Regions from separate parts of the Rattus norvegicus genome. Here all the other regions are linked to region 1. A link is a contact called in public Hi-C data. All regions are on one chromosome and are shown on one strand. Each heading gives the region's core, a stretch centred on a gene start, on an enhancer-like site or on the middle of the called end of the contact. The rest is flanking DNA. Distances are from core to core; before and after follow the strand shown.

Region 1 (3,848 bases), core at 593-3,092:
GGACAAACTAAGTAATGTACAGTTTTTCCACTTCAGCAAAACCATAATTTTTCTGTATAATCAAGATCAAAATGATACAATTGTATCTGAAATTCCTGTCAAGTAAACTGCACTTGATTAATTTAATGGGGTTGGAATTTTTAATATGGATGCTGTGGAGTAGGGAAGACAGATGAGCAGGATCAGGTGCTTTTGGCTTGTAACTGGACCACTGGACCAGCTCATGACCGCGAGTGAGTCTCGAAACAACAGTATGCCAGCCGTCTTCTCGGGGAGCCTCAGTGATAAAAGATGTGTCCTGCTGGTGTTTAGCCTGGGCCCCTGGCACTTCCTGAACCAAGCACGTGGCCCAGGAAGACTGGACGGGGCTTCACGTCTCACAGACACGCTGTGCACTGATCTTTGCTGACTACAGGAAAAAGCAAACCAACCCTTGAAGTTCTTGTGAATTCTAGCCACAGCCTAGCCAAGCCTAACCTTTAGGCTTTGTCTGAATGTCAAGGGACTGAACCAGAACTTGGTGATTCCTAAGCTAACAGCGAAAGGGGGATTGCAAGGCTCACCTAGCACATGGGCCACGTTGTCACAGGGACACACACTGTGCTTAAGAGAAACTGCAATTGTTGGAAAACACTGCAACTTATTTTCTTCAGTTGAAATGGCATGGAGGAGATTTTAACAAATGAATTTTTGTAATGACTTCTCTCTTTTGGCACAATGCAAGTTCAGAAAAAGGCATTATGGCAGACTGGCTTTTGCTACAAAATAACAAGTAAGAAGGGAAAAATATTGTGTCAGTTAAGGAATTCTGATTGTGTGCTCATCCAGCCAGACACTAGACAGTAATAAGGAGACTATGCTTAATTCCAAATGTAACATTTTACAGTGACAGGCTGGGAGATGTAGCCCCTACCAGCACAGATGGCAGAAAAATGCTTAGTGACTCTTTTTTCAGATCTCATGTCGTGCTGTGGGAAGATATGGCTGAAATAAATACATTTTATTTTGCTTTGTGACATTTTTCCATATGATTTAATTATAGAGAAGGGTACATAGGAGAGGTTTGTTATTAAGTGGGGCCTATTATATGCTTAAGAGCAAACTCACATCTTTTGTCTGGAGCACATTTTTAGGAAATAAATTGTGCACGCCATGTAAATAATATGACATTTGGTTGCAGTCAATTTGCTTGATGTGTTTTGCCCGAAGGAACAGGTGATCCAAAGTTTAATCTGCCCCTCGCCTGCCTATTCTTAATAACTTGGCACAGTGAGCAGTTTGGGGATATCAATATACCAATTAACTAAATAATCCTTTCACTGACGCCGAAATAAAGGGTTGATTCTAATCTACATTTTTGTTGTTGCTCTTGCCGTCGTCGTCGGGCAGGGCAAACGGAACAGGCAAGGCAGTCAGTGCAGACAGCCTGGGAGAAGACAGAGCCACTGTTCCCCTGCCAGATGCACAGGAAAGCAGCACAAAACACTCTCACATGCCCCTCGCAGAGCAGGGACGTCCTGGGACCCACTCCAGCCACGGTGGCCAAGGCACCCCCGTGTTACCCACACAGGCGTTTCTTTTACATTCAGTTTGTGTTTCCATCGAATCAAAGGGGTTTCTTAGTAAAACCAGCAAAAACTTCAAATAAGAAAACTTGTATTATATTAGCTCAGTCCCTCCCTCCCCAGCCCATTCTGGATTTAAAACTGTGTTTGTAAAAGTAAGCTAATGGGGTGCTGATCCACTGAAGCCCCTTCATTCTCTCCCCTTTCTCTTCTACTCTGTCCTACAGTTAGTCTCCCAGCGCTTCCCCGCCCACTCTCCAGGGCTCTGCAGTGATGGTTGTGCCTGGTCTTTCCTATCAGTTGGACTTGGCTGTGCTGTGCTGGCTAGCTTTATGCCAACTCACACAGGCTAGAGTCACCTGAGAGGAGGGAATCTCAATGGACAAAAGGCCTCCTTAAGATCAGGCTGCAGGCAAGCCTGTAGGGCATTTTCTTAATTAGAGACTTATCTAGGAAGGCCCAGCTTATTGTGGGTGGTTGCATCCCTGGGCTGGAAATCTTGGACTCTGCAAGAAAGCAGGTTGAGCAAGCCATGGGGAGTAAGCCATGGGGAGTAAGCCATGGGGAATAAGCCACGGGGAGCAAGCCACGGGGAGCAAGCCTGTAAGCAGCATTGTGCACAACACTGTTATTGTGCGTGGTCTCTGCATCGGCTCCTGCCTCCAGGTTCCTGCTTGAGTTCCTGTTCTTGAGGATGGACTTTGATGTGGAATTGTGAGCCAAATAAAACTTTCCCTCTCAAGTTGCTTTTGATCATGTGTTTTATCACAGCAATAGTCACCCTGACTAAGCCACGGGGCAATCCTCGAAGCCTTAACTCTGAATTCCTCAGGGACACCTGGACTGGACATGATGTCCCTCATCTGCTGCCCTTAGCTGATTCTCCAGAGCTTTCCCTAACATCCAGGTGCTTTAAGGATGTGGGGTTCTGGAGTTCTGGTATGTTTTTCCCCACAGGAAAGTAGCATCCTTAAGACTGAAGCTTTGTCCCTTTAGGATGGATTTCTGGGACCCTGTACTGCTAAGCCACCAGTACATAGATGACAGGTAACTGAAGGAATATGGTCACTTGCTGCTAGCAGTGCACTTTTGAGTGAGTCCCTGTTTCTATCAAGCTTTCCCATGGTTCCTGTTGGCTGCTCATCCTCCTCCCCGCTCCCCCAGAACCCTAAGGGTTCCGCCTGCATGCAGGGAATACGGAGCCAGTGCTTCTGAGCAAGGTTATGCCTTCCTTGTCTCTGCATCTTTAGCCTGGACTGACATTACCGTCCTCGCTGCCCTCCAGGGCTTCTGTCCACCAGGCACTCACTCTATAGACTCCAATCTGAAGTTCCATGTGACTTTGAAACTTTGTCACTGCACAGTTGGCTGAGGCCTTGGAGTTAGGGCTGAGGGATCCTTACCTTGGTAACAACTGGGGACCCAAAAGAGGTTAGGCTTATGCTTTCTGCTGTCAAGCTTCTGTTAAGACTCACCACTGCAAACCCTTGTCTAGAACTCTAAAGCAGGACTGAGATCATGAGCCCACTCAGCGCTGAGAGAGGCTCATTCTAGTGTCCTGTCTCTAAGCTACAAGGCCCATCTACTTCCCTAGGGCTCTGGTGTCAGACGGGACAGGGCTCCCATGTGGAGCTACAGCAAAGCTGACCCCTGCGGCCTTTGTTAACTGTGGGTTCTGTCGTTCAGTCCCAACAGCCCCGTTGGAGGTGACTGGTCCTAGGGACTCCAAGGCTTTCTGGCCTTTGCAGACCCCTAACCCAAATAGGCAGCTGGGATACTTGCCCTCACCCCTGGGGCTCAGAGACCCAGGACTGGACCAGCGGTCAAGGCAGAGTCACACTGGGCAGTGACACAGGAGCTTCAAAAGACTGAGTTGTCCTGGTCGGTTCACAGGAAGCTTCCTCACTCTTCCGAGCAAGAGAGCAAAATGGCAGCCGGAAGAAGCAGAAGCCGTGAGGACCAGGCTGCCACACTTGACTGAGACATTTGGAGGGATTTGAGGATTAAGGTAACTGTGTGGCAAGGACGAACAGAAACAAACACCATTCTGTCACTGTGTCTCAATTTTTGCCTCCCAATTATCTCCTCGCAGTAGGGCCTTAAGTATTTTTATAAATGTGTAGTTTCGTGGTTTTCTTTTGAAGTTTTTTTTTTTTTTCTGTAAAACCAACTACTTTTTTAAGTCTGGAATTTTACAATTAGGCATGAGAACAGGAAAAGGAGAAGGAACTTTCTGAAACACTGCCCACTTAAGCAGTTTCTGCCCCTCTGGGAGGGGTGGTG
Region 2 (3,848 bases), core at 472-2,971, 510 kb after region 1:
GCTTGGAGGTGAGCCAGCAGAAAACCACAGGACCTGATGCCTTCAATGAAACCATTCATTGTCTCATAGAGATTGAAGGAGCTGTGTGTTGGAGGGGCTCATACTTTGTCTGAGACAGATCCGTGGGCTTCTTTCTTATCACCCTATTTGGAGTAGTTGGCATTTTAAAGTAGAGGAAGAAAGAGAAGAGGAAGAAGGGAAGACGGTTGGGGAGAGGGGAGTTCTCCATCTTTGAAATCCCCTTCCTTTTCTCCAGTGCTACAGTGCCCCAGTCCCCAGGACTCCCTTCTCAATGGCACAGTAGGCCTCAGACTCCGGGGAGCCCCTCAGCATCTTGCCCTCCTGCCCTCCCCTTGAGGGCTTATCAGAAAACTTCAGTTCCATCTTCTTTATACCTGGCTTTCCCACAGAGACGCAAGCAACAGGCAGCAGGACCTCACATTGCACACTAAAGGCTTCTTAACGCCTGGAGAACTGAGAGGGGCGAATCCCAGTTAGCAACATGGTGTGGGAGTTTCCGATGCTCCCACGTCCTTCCTATGTGACATTGCTCATTTAGTCATTTCAGGATTGGCAGTGTTCTCCATTTTGGATAAAGTGATAAAGTCACCTGTCGGAACAGAGTGATAAGTGGCAGAGCCACATTTACACAGACCACTGGGTACCACAGTCTGCAGTCTCATCCCTATTAGGTCAGGTTGCTTTTGAGTACATATTTATAGCAGGTAGCTAAGGGGGCATAACACTGAGTCTGAGCCCTGGTGCTTCTTCTGACCTGCAGCTCCCAAGCCTCAGTGGGTAAGGGCAAGCCCAGGATGAGAATGGCTCTGTTTTGCCTGTGTGCACAGGCTGCTTTGCAGTCATTTCATTTTTAGGGACAAATCTGGGGAGATAGAGAGATTCCATATAGTTTGTGGGATATGGCTGTTTCCTGAATTTGATATAAAATATGCATGTCTAGAGAGCCTCATTGACTTAATAAGGCAAAGAAGGAAAAAAGACTGAGCAGAAATAGGTAAAACTGACTGGATTCTCTATACTCACAGAATTTTGATTGCTGAGATAGCTAAATTTTTGGAAGCCTGGGTGTTGTTAGAACAAGTGAGCTCTGTGAACCAGCAGTTCCTAAGTGTTTGTGAGATTCTTAAACACTTGGTAAAGATTCAGCATCTGTGTTTGTCGTGGAACACTGACTGGTGAGAGCAATGCTTTGGGGGGCTCCAAACCAGACATTCCTTTATAAATAGTTTTTCTATGTGCTTTGGCTGTGTGTATGTGTGTGTGTGTGTGTGTGTGTGTGTGTGTGTGTGTGTGTGTGTGTGTGATGTCCCTAGAGATGGAACCTAGGACCCTGCCTATGTTAGGTGGTGTTTTGTAAAAACTGTTTTTGTTAGAATAAATGATCAATGAGTCCATGTTCAATTGTTCACTGTCCCTCTAATTTCTCTGTCTATGAAATTCACATGTAAAAACCACCGATTCTAAGAACTCAAACTCATTAGTTTGGAATTTTCCCCCAGAAATCTTTGTGTGGCTTTTAATGTATTGTGGTTTGTCCATTTGTCATGTGCTTGTTTTTCTAATAGAGAAAATGAATTCATGTAAAAAGAATCTTGAAAGCAGGGGCAGAGAATCTAAAAAGGCCACTGTTCCAGGACCATTCTCTGCTGTGGGTGAGGGGACACGTTGGGGACAGAGGGAGTACAGATGGCTGTGTGTAGCTTTGTTCAGTAGTTGCCTCGTGAAGAAAGCTGTGCTGTTGCTGGCCCTCACAGTGTAAAGCCACGCCATACTTTGCTCTGCTCTCAGTCTATGCAGGTCCGTTTCTCTTGCCATTACCCTGAAGAACACAATATTTCATCTGTGTAGCCTTTTACATGGTATTGTGCATTATGGGTAATCTAGAGATGACTTACAGTATATGGGAGGATGTGCATAGTCTATAGGTAACACTGATTTTTATTTAAGGATTCTGTATGTCCATACACCTTGGTATTGGCAAAGATTCTAGAAACAGTGTGCCACAGACAGGGAGGGGTAACTCTGCTACTTCAGGAAAGCACCCATCAGGTCTTTGCCCTGAAGGATGAAGGCATGAATTGTTAATTAAGGCATGAATTGTTAATTAATTAACTGAAAGAAAGAATAGCCAAACTTTCTAAGAGAGCAGTTGCAATCAATGATGTCCTCTCCTGCCCTCCTCTTCCTCTTCTCCTCTGTATCACCTGTGATGTTGTCAGTCTGCATTAGGCAATGGAAATGCAGACAACTATTGAACCATTACCCTTCTCCATCTAACTCGTGAAATATGCCATTCTCAGCTGGAGTATCATTTTTTGTTAAGTTAGACTTCATGTACTGTTGGAGTTTGAAAGCCTGAGTAGTTGCATTGTCATTTAATACATTGATTGGTTTAGAACTCACCCCTATCCATTGCATGAAATCACATTTTATAGTACTTTCCCTATAATGTTATCAACATGTAAGTAGGTTCTTAAAATATTATTTCTTGTGGGTATGAACAGAAAGCATAAATGTTTGGATAATAAGTAATCCATTTTAATAATACTTAACAAAAATTCAGAGACTGGCGTGTAGTTCAGTGGCAGAGTGTTTGTCTAGCATGCGTGAGGGCCTGCATCCAATCCCCAGCACTCACGATAAATTAATGGCTATATTTACAAACTCTGAAAGTTCACTTAGAATGTTTTGTCCTACAGAAATCAGCCAAGTAATAGTTCAGTGACATACATTCATGACGGCAGTATTCTTAATCATGAGAAACAGGCAATCAGAAGAATGTTTACACAGGTAAGATACATGGGATGTGAAGGTGACAAAGAACTAGGAGATATGGCAGCTGGTGAGGTACCTCAGTGGGATTAAGCATCACCAGGAAAGCCTGCTCTTGGGCCAGCTACATGAAACAAGGGGCACTCTGCCTCAAAATGGCGGAAGGAAGTAATCAATTCCCAGAAGCTGTCATCACAAATATGTTGTGGGTCACAAGTACAAATGCATCTGCGCCAACACCCAAAGGAAACCATGAAGTAATGAGGTGGACTTATAGGTACTTCCTTGGAAAGAATGCTGTAGAGTACTGACTACAGTGTACCCTTTTTGTATGATACAGTTTTTTCTTGAAAAGAAAACACAATTATGTAAATACCCCCATATATATCATATGTATGTGTGCTACAAATAACACAGTGGTAGAATAGTATGGGAAGACCTACACCAAAGGGTTTCTAGTGCTTACTCTTTGTGACGGTTTATTTCAATTTTCAACTTGAGATCCAGAATCATGTGGGAATGGGCCTTGGGCATACACAGTAAAGAATTATCTCGATTAGGTTAACTGAGGTGAGAAGACCCCCAGGCAGTGGCACCGTTTTCTAGGAGAGGACATTGCACTGGACATAAAGGTGACTGTGAGCTGACGGCAAGCATTCATCATTGTCTGCTTCTTGAATATAGCTGGTTACAATGTAATCAGCTGTCGCTGTGTCTTTGCTACAGTGATGGACTGTAACATCCAACTGTGAGCTAAAATAAGCCCGATGTTTCTTAATTTGCTTTTGTTGATTATTTATTGCAGCAATAGGTAATCAAGACGTCCCTTGGAGAGGAGTTAGGGAGATATTGGGCCTGGGGAGGAAGGAGGCACTCCGATTTTTTTAAAATGTATCCACTCCCAGAAAATATCCATGGTATAATTTAAGAAAAATAAAAGACTGAACCAAACTCCTCTCTTATAATATTAGCTGTGACTATGTCAGAGACCTCCATGAATACCATTTTATAGCCTCTAAAACGCATACAAATCAAAACATGCTTTGCATGTGTGA
Region 3 (3,848 bases), core at 460-2,959, 310 kb before region 1:
AGATTCAAACTGGAAGAAAACACATGCAGTTACAGAATAGGTCCTTATTAATACTGCTTCCTGTGTGCTGTGAGAAGCTAACTAGCTTACTATTTGCCTCAGTATGTTTCCATTTCCCTCTGCCTCCAATCATTCTATTAAAAGTTTCTCCTTTGAAATTGTTTCTGTGCATACACACGTGCTATTTCACACAATATACAAACACTATTTTTTTTTAACCATTCTTCACTCATTCATGCTTCTTTGTCTCACCAGTGGAGACAGAATGACATCACCATTCAGCAGTGCTCACACCTTAACCCTAGATTCCCGACTGCTACCTTACAGCACCAAATGGACTTTGCAGATGGGATTCCTTCAGGTAATCTGCACTGGGAGATTATTCCACAGCATCCAATGGACTCAATATCATTACTAAGGTCTTAATAGGAGGGAGGCAGGAGGGTCAGAGTCAGAGAGAATAAAACAGGAAGATGCCAAGCCTTGTATCAACCATACTGGCTCTAAAGGAGGCCAGCTTCTCATCTCTAGAGCGAAAGACAATATGACAATAGCCATAAGAAACGAATACTCTCTCTCAATTATCTGCCCACTTCTCATGAAACCATGTGTCCTAGATTCCTAATAGTCAACTGGAGCCATCTGGTAAGGGTCTTAATTGAGAAATTTCTCAGATAAAATTAGTCTATGGGCATGCCTGTTGGGGCTATCTTGATTGGTAAATGACTTTGGAGGGGCCAGTCCACTGTGGGTGCACCATTCCTTGGGTAGGTTGTCTTGGGTTGTATACGGAAGTTAACTAAGCATGAAAATGTGCAGGAGCCAGTAAATAGCATCCCTCCATGGCTTCTGTTTCCAGTTCCTGATTAAGTTCGTGTCCTGACTTCTTGCAATAATGGACCATAACCTGTAAGCTGAAATAAAGGATCCTCCCTGGGGTTGCATTTTGTCATGGAATTTGTCATAGTAACCAATTGAAATAAGAACACTATATATGTTTCTGGAATACCACTAGCCATTATACCAAACACACAGTTACTTATGGTCTAGGGACATAGTTCAGGCTTGCCTAGCAGGTTTGAGCACCTGTGTTTGGATTCCTAGCACCAAGTAAAAGCCAGATGTGGCTACACAAGTCTATGATCCCAATGCTGGAGAGGCAGAGAGAGAAGTATCCTTGGGGTCCAAGTCGACGAGCCAGTCCAGGTTCAGTGAGAGAGCCCACCTCATAAGGTGAAAAGGAAGGAGAAAGTACTTAATGTCATGTTGATCTCTGACACCCCTATGAACATGTATACATACTACACGAATGCACACGTGCACACACACACACACACACACACACACACACACACACACACAAACATGACATACTGGCTTAAACAAACAGTGCCTAAGTGTTCCCAGGCAGGCTGGCAGCTGTCTTCTTGGTGAGTATTCAGGGGCACAGAGACCTAGGCTCAGTTAGGTGTGGCTTCTAAGTTCTCAGCATCTCCATCTCAGCAGAAAAAGAATAGGAACAGAAGCCCATGGTTTATTGAGGAGAGCATGCTCCTACAGATACAATTAGTTGTAAGAGGGGGGCTGTGGAATAGCACCACCTTCAGCAGATGACCCAAAGTCTTGCTGACACACCATATCCAGCTTGGCATCTGGTACACATGGGAGGCAGTTTTGTTTATTGGGTCCAGATGCCCATCCTCTGGTTCTGATGACATGTGAGTGGGAGGAGCATTGTCTTCAGTTTGCTTTCTATTGCTGTGGTGAAACACAGTCCAAAAGCAACTTGGGGAAAAAAGACTATTTTATCTTACATTCCCACTCAAAACCCAAGAAGGAATCTGGAGACTGTAACTGAAGCAGAAGCCATTAAGGAGCGTCATTTACTGGCTTGTTTTCCATGTCTTGCCCAGCTTGCTTTCTTATAGAACTCAGGACCACCTGTCCGGGATGGCTCCTCCCACAGTGGGCTGGACCCTCTCACATCAATCATTAATCAAGAAGCTCCACAGACTTTCCCACAGGCTAATCTGATTGAGTTACTTTCTCAGTTGAGGGTTCCTCTTCCGGATGACCCTGGCTTGTGTCAAACTGACAAAACACAACCCCGCAGAGCTGAGCCCTCTATTTGTTTCCCCTAGGCAGTTTCTGGGACCGTCCTTCCGAATGAATTTCAACCACACCTCTCAGGAAGCTTGCTGCATTAGTGATTTAAAGGTCTGTCATATTCACTATGTCCTTCCTTCGGGACTGAAAACTGTTCAAAGGTTTGTTCAAATGCTTCTTGGCCTTACTTTACTTGTCCTTTCTCTAACCTCTTTTACCAGCATTTACACTATCCCTCCTTTGCTTCAAATCTGTCTTCTCTTTCTATTCTTCCATTTTCTTTCGGGCACTTTGCAATACAAAACAATTTTGTTTTCCCTAAAATATTTTTTCTAAAAATATTTCTTGAGCTACAACTGGTAGTTCAGCACATAACTTATACATTTGTATAATACAAATTTGTCCTCTGGTGTGTACTTGAAACTTTCCTGTGATGTTATCTCAGGGTGACAACTTCTGCTATCCCCTTCTGAAATTTCAGCTAGGGGTGCTACTGCTTGTCTGCTTTGCAAGTTCTTTGATTGATTGATCTATCTATCTATCTATCTATCTATCTATCTATCTATCTATCTATCTACCTACCTACCTACCTACCTACCTACCTATCTACCTACCTTGCTTGCTTGCTTGCTTGCTTGCTTGCTTGCTTGCTTGCTATTTTTTCCCATCTTAGCATGTGACATTTCACTTTTCTTATATTTCTCTGGATGCAAAAACTCATGTGGTGTGAGTCCGACTTCATTGAGCCAGGTCTTACTAGAGCTCAGACTAAAGGACTTTCTGCTGGCCCTTTGGTTAAAACACTTTCATCTGTTGGCAGGAAGCAATTTCTTTAATCACTCCTTTCAGCTGTGTTTCATCTTCAGACCTAGCCACAAAATGTACACTTGGTTTTGGAGTGTTTGTACGGTTGAGGTCCCTGGGTGGCTTCAGAATGAAGCCTGGTTCATCTGCTCTTGAAGTTTATGGCATGACCAAGACTGAAGGAAGTCATGTCACCCAACAATGCTTAAAAGATTTATTTACAATTTTTTATTTATGTGTGTGAGAATGAGTTTCTGGGCACATGTGTGCAGGTAAGTGCCTGTGTACACCAGAGTGTAAGATCTCTTGGAACTGGAGTTACATGCATTTGTGAGCCACCTTGATGTAGATGCTGAGAACTGAATCTGAGTCCTCTGTAAAAGCAGTAAAGACTCTTAACCTCTCTGAGCCATCTCTCTATCCCCTCCCATATTTTAATTTTAGTTCTGTTGGTATGAGTGCAGGTGCCTATGGCATTCAGAAAATGTCAGATCTCCTGGAGCTGGAGTCACAGGTAGCTGTGAGCCACCTGATTCAGGTACTAAACTTGGGTCCTCTGCAAAAGCAATGAGCACTCCTAACCATTGAGACATCTCTCCACTCCTTTTTATCATTTAGATTCAGATCACAGAAACTTCTATAATGCACTGCAAGGCTCTTAGTTTCTTGCAAACTTCCTAACCTACTCAGAGAAGTACACACTTCCAACATTTGTCTAACTGTGAGAGTATATTCTGTAAATCCAGGAATGTAAGAGTTAATAAGTAAAACATCTCAACACCATCCACTTCTGTTTTTCATTGTCCTCCAGCCACTCAGCAAGGAAGATTCATTCAATCTACTCATTTTGTCTTTGCCGACCTTGTACTCCAGCCTCAGTTTCAATCTTGTAGTTTCCCTCCAACAGGATTCTTTAAATTCTTCAAAAGCCTTATGCT

Evidence for each region. A called contact is a pair of places that touch in the nucleus more often than the background predicts.
Region 2: a Hi-C map of Schwann cells shows a contact between it and region 1, with 6 times the contacts expected there. The contact joins two enhancer-like sites. A contact is called at or near these places in 1 of 12 Hi-C or Micro-C datasets (Schwann cells) and 1 of 1 datasets of contacts at active chromatin or transcription factors (oligodendrocytes).
Region 3: a Hi-C map of frontal cortex shows a contact between it and region 1, with 2.7 times the contacts expected there. The contact joins two enhancer-like sites. A contact is called at or near these places in 5 of 12 Hi-C or Micro-C datasets (the A7r5 cell line, Schwann cells, frontal cortex and 2 more) and 1 of 1 datasets of contacts at active chromatin or transcription factors (oligodendrocytes).

The regions. Positions count from the first base shown.
Region 1 is chr1:52,747,230-52,751,077 of GRCr8, reverse strand. The region is part of intron 4 of Pacrg (parkin coregulated); the gene reads right to left. Among named protein-coding and RNA genes, the nearest start is that of Cahm, 190 kb to the left of the region's middle. Within about 2 kb of position 1,842, at least 52 of the 93 cell types and tissues checked have an H3K27ac peak or open chromatin away from gene starts, as enhancers often do. A contact at or near this core is called in Schwann cells, where this site is marked.
Region 2 is chr1:52,239,429-52,243,276 of GRCr8, reverse strand. All of the region lies in intron 1 of Prkn (parkin RBR E3 ubiquitin protein ligase), which reads left to right. Among named protein-coding and RNA genes, the nearest start is that of Prkn, 190 kb to the left of the region's middle. Within about 2 kb of position 1,721, at least 6 of the 93 cell types and tissues checked have an H3K27ac peak or open chromatin away from gene starts, as enhancers often do. A contact at or near this core is called in Schwann cells, where this site is marked.
Region 3 is chr1:53,055,407-53,059,254 of GRCr8, reverse strand. No RefSeq gene overlaps it. Among named protein-coding and RNA genes, the nearest start is that of Qki, 120 kb to the right of the region's middle. Within about 2 kb of position 1,709, at least 9 of the 93 cell types and tissues checked have an H3K27ac peak or open chromatin away from gene starts, as enhancers often do.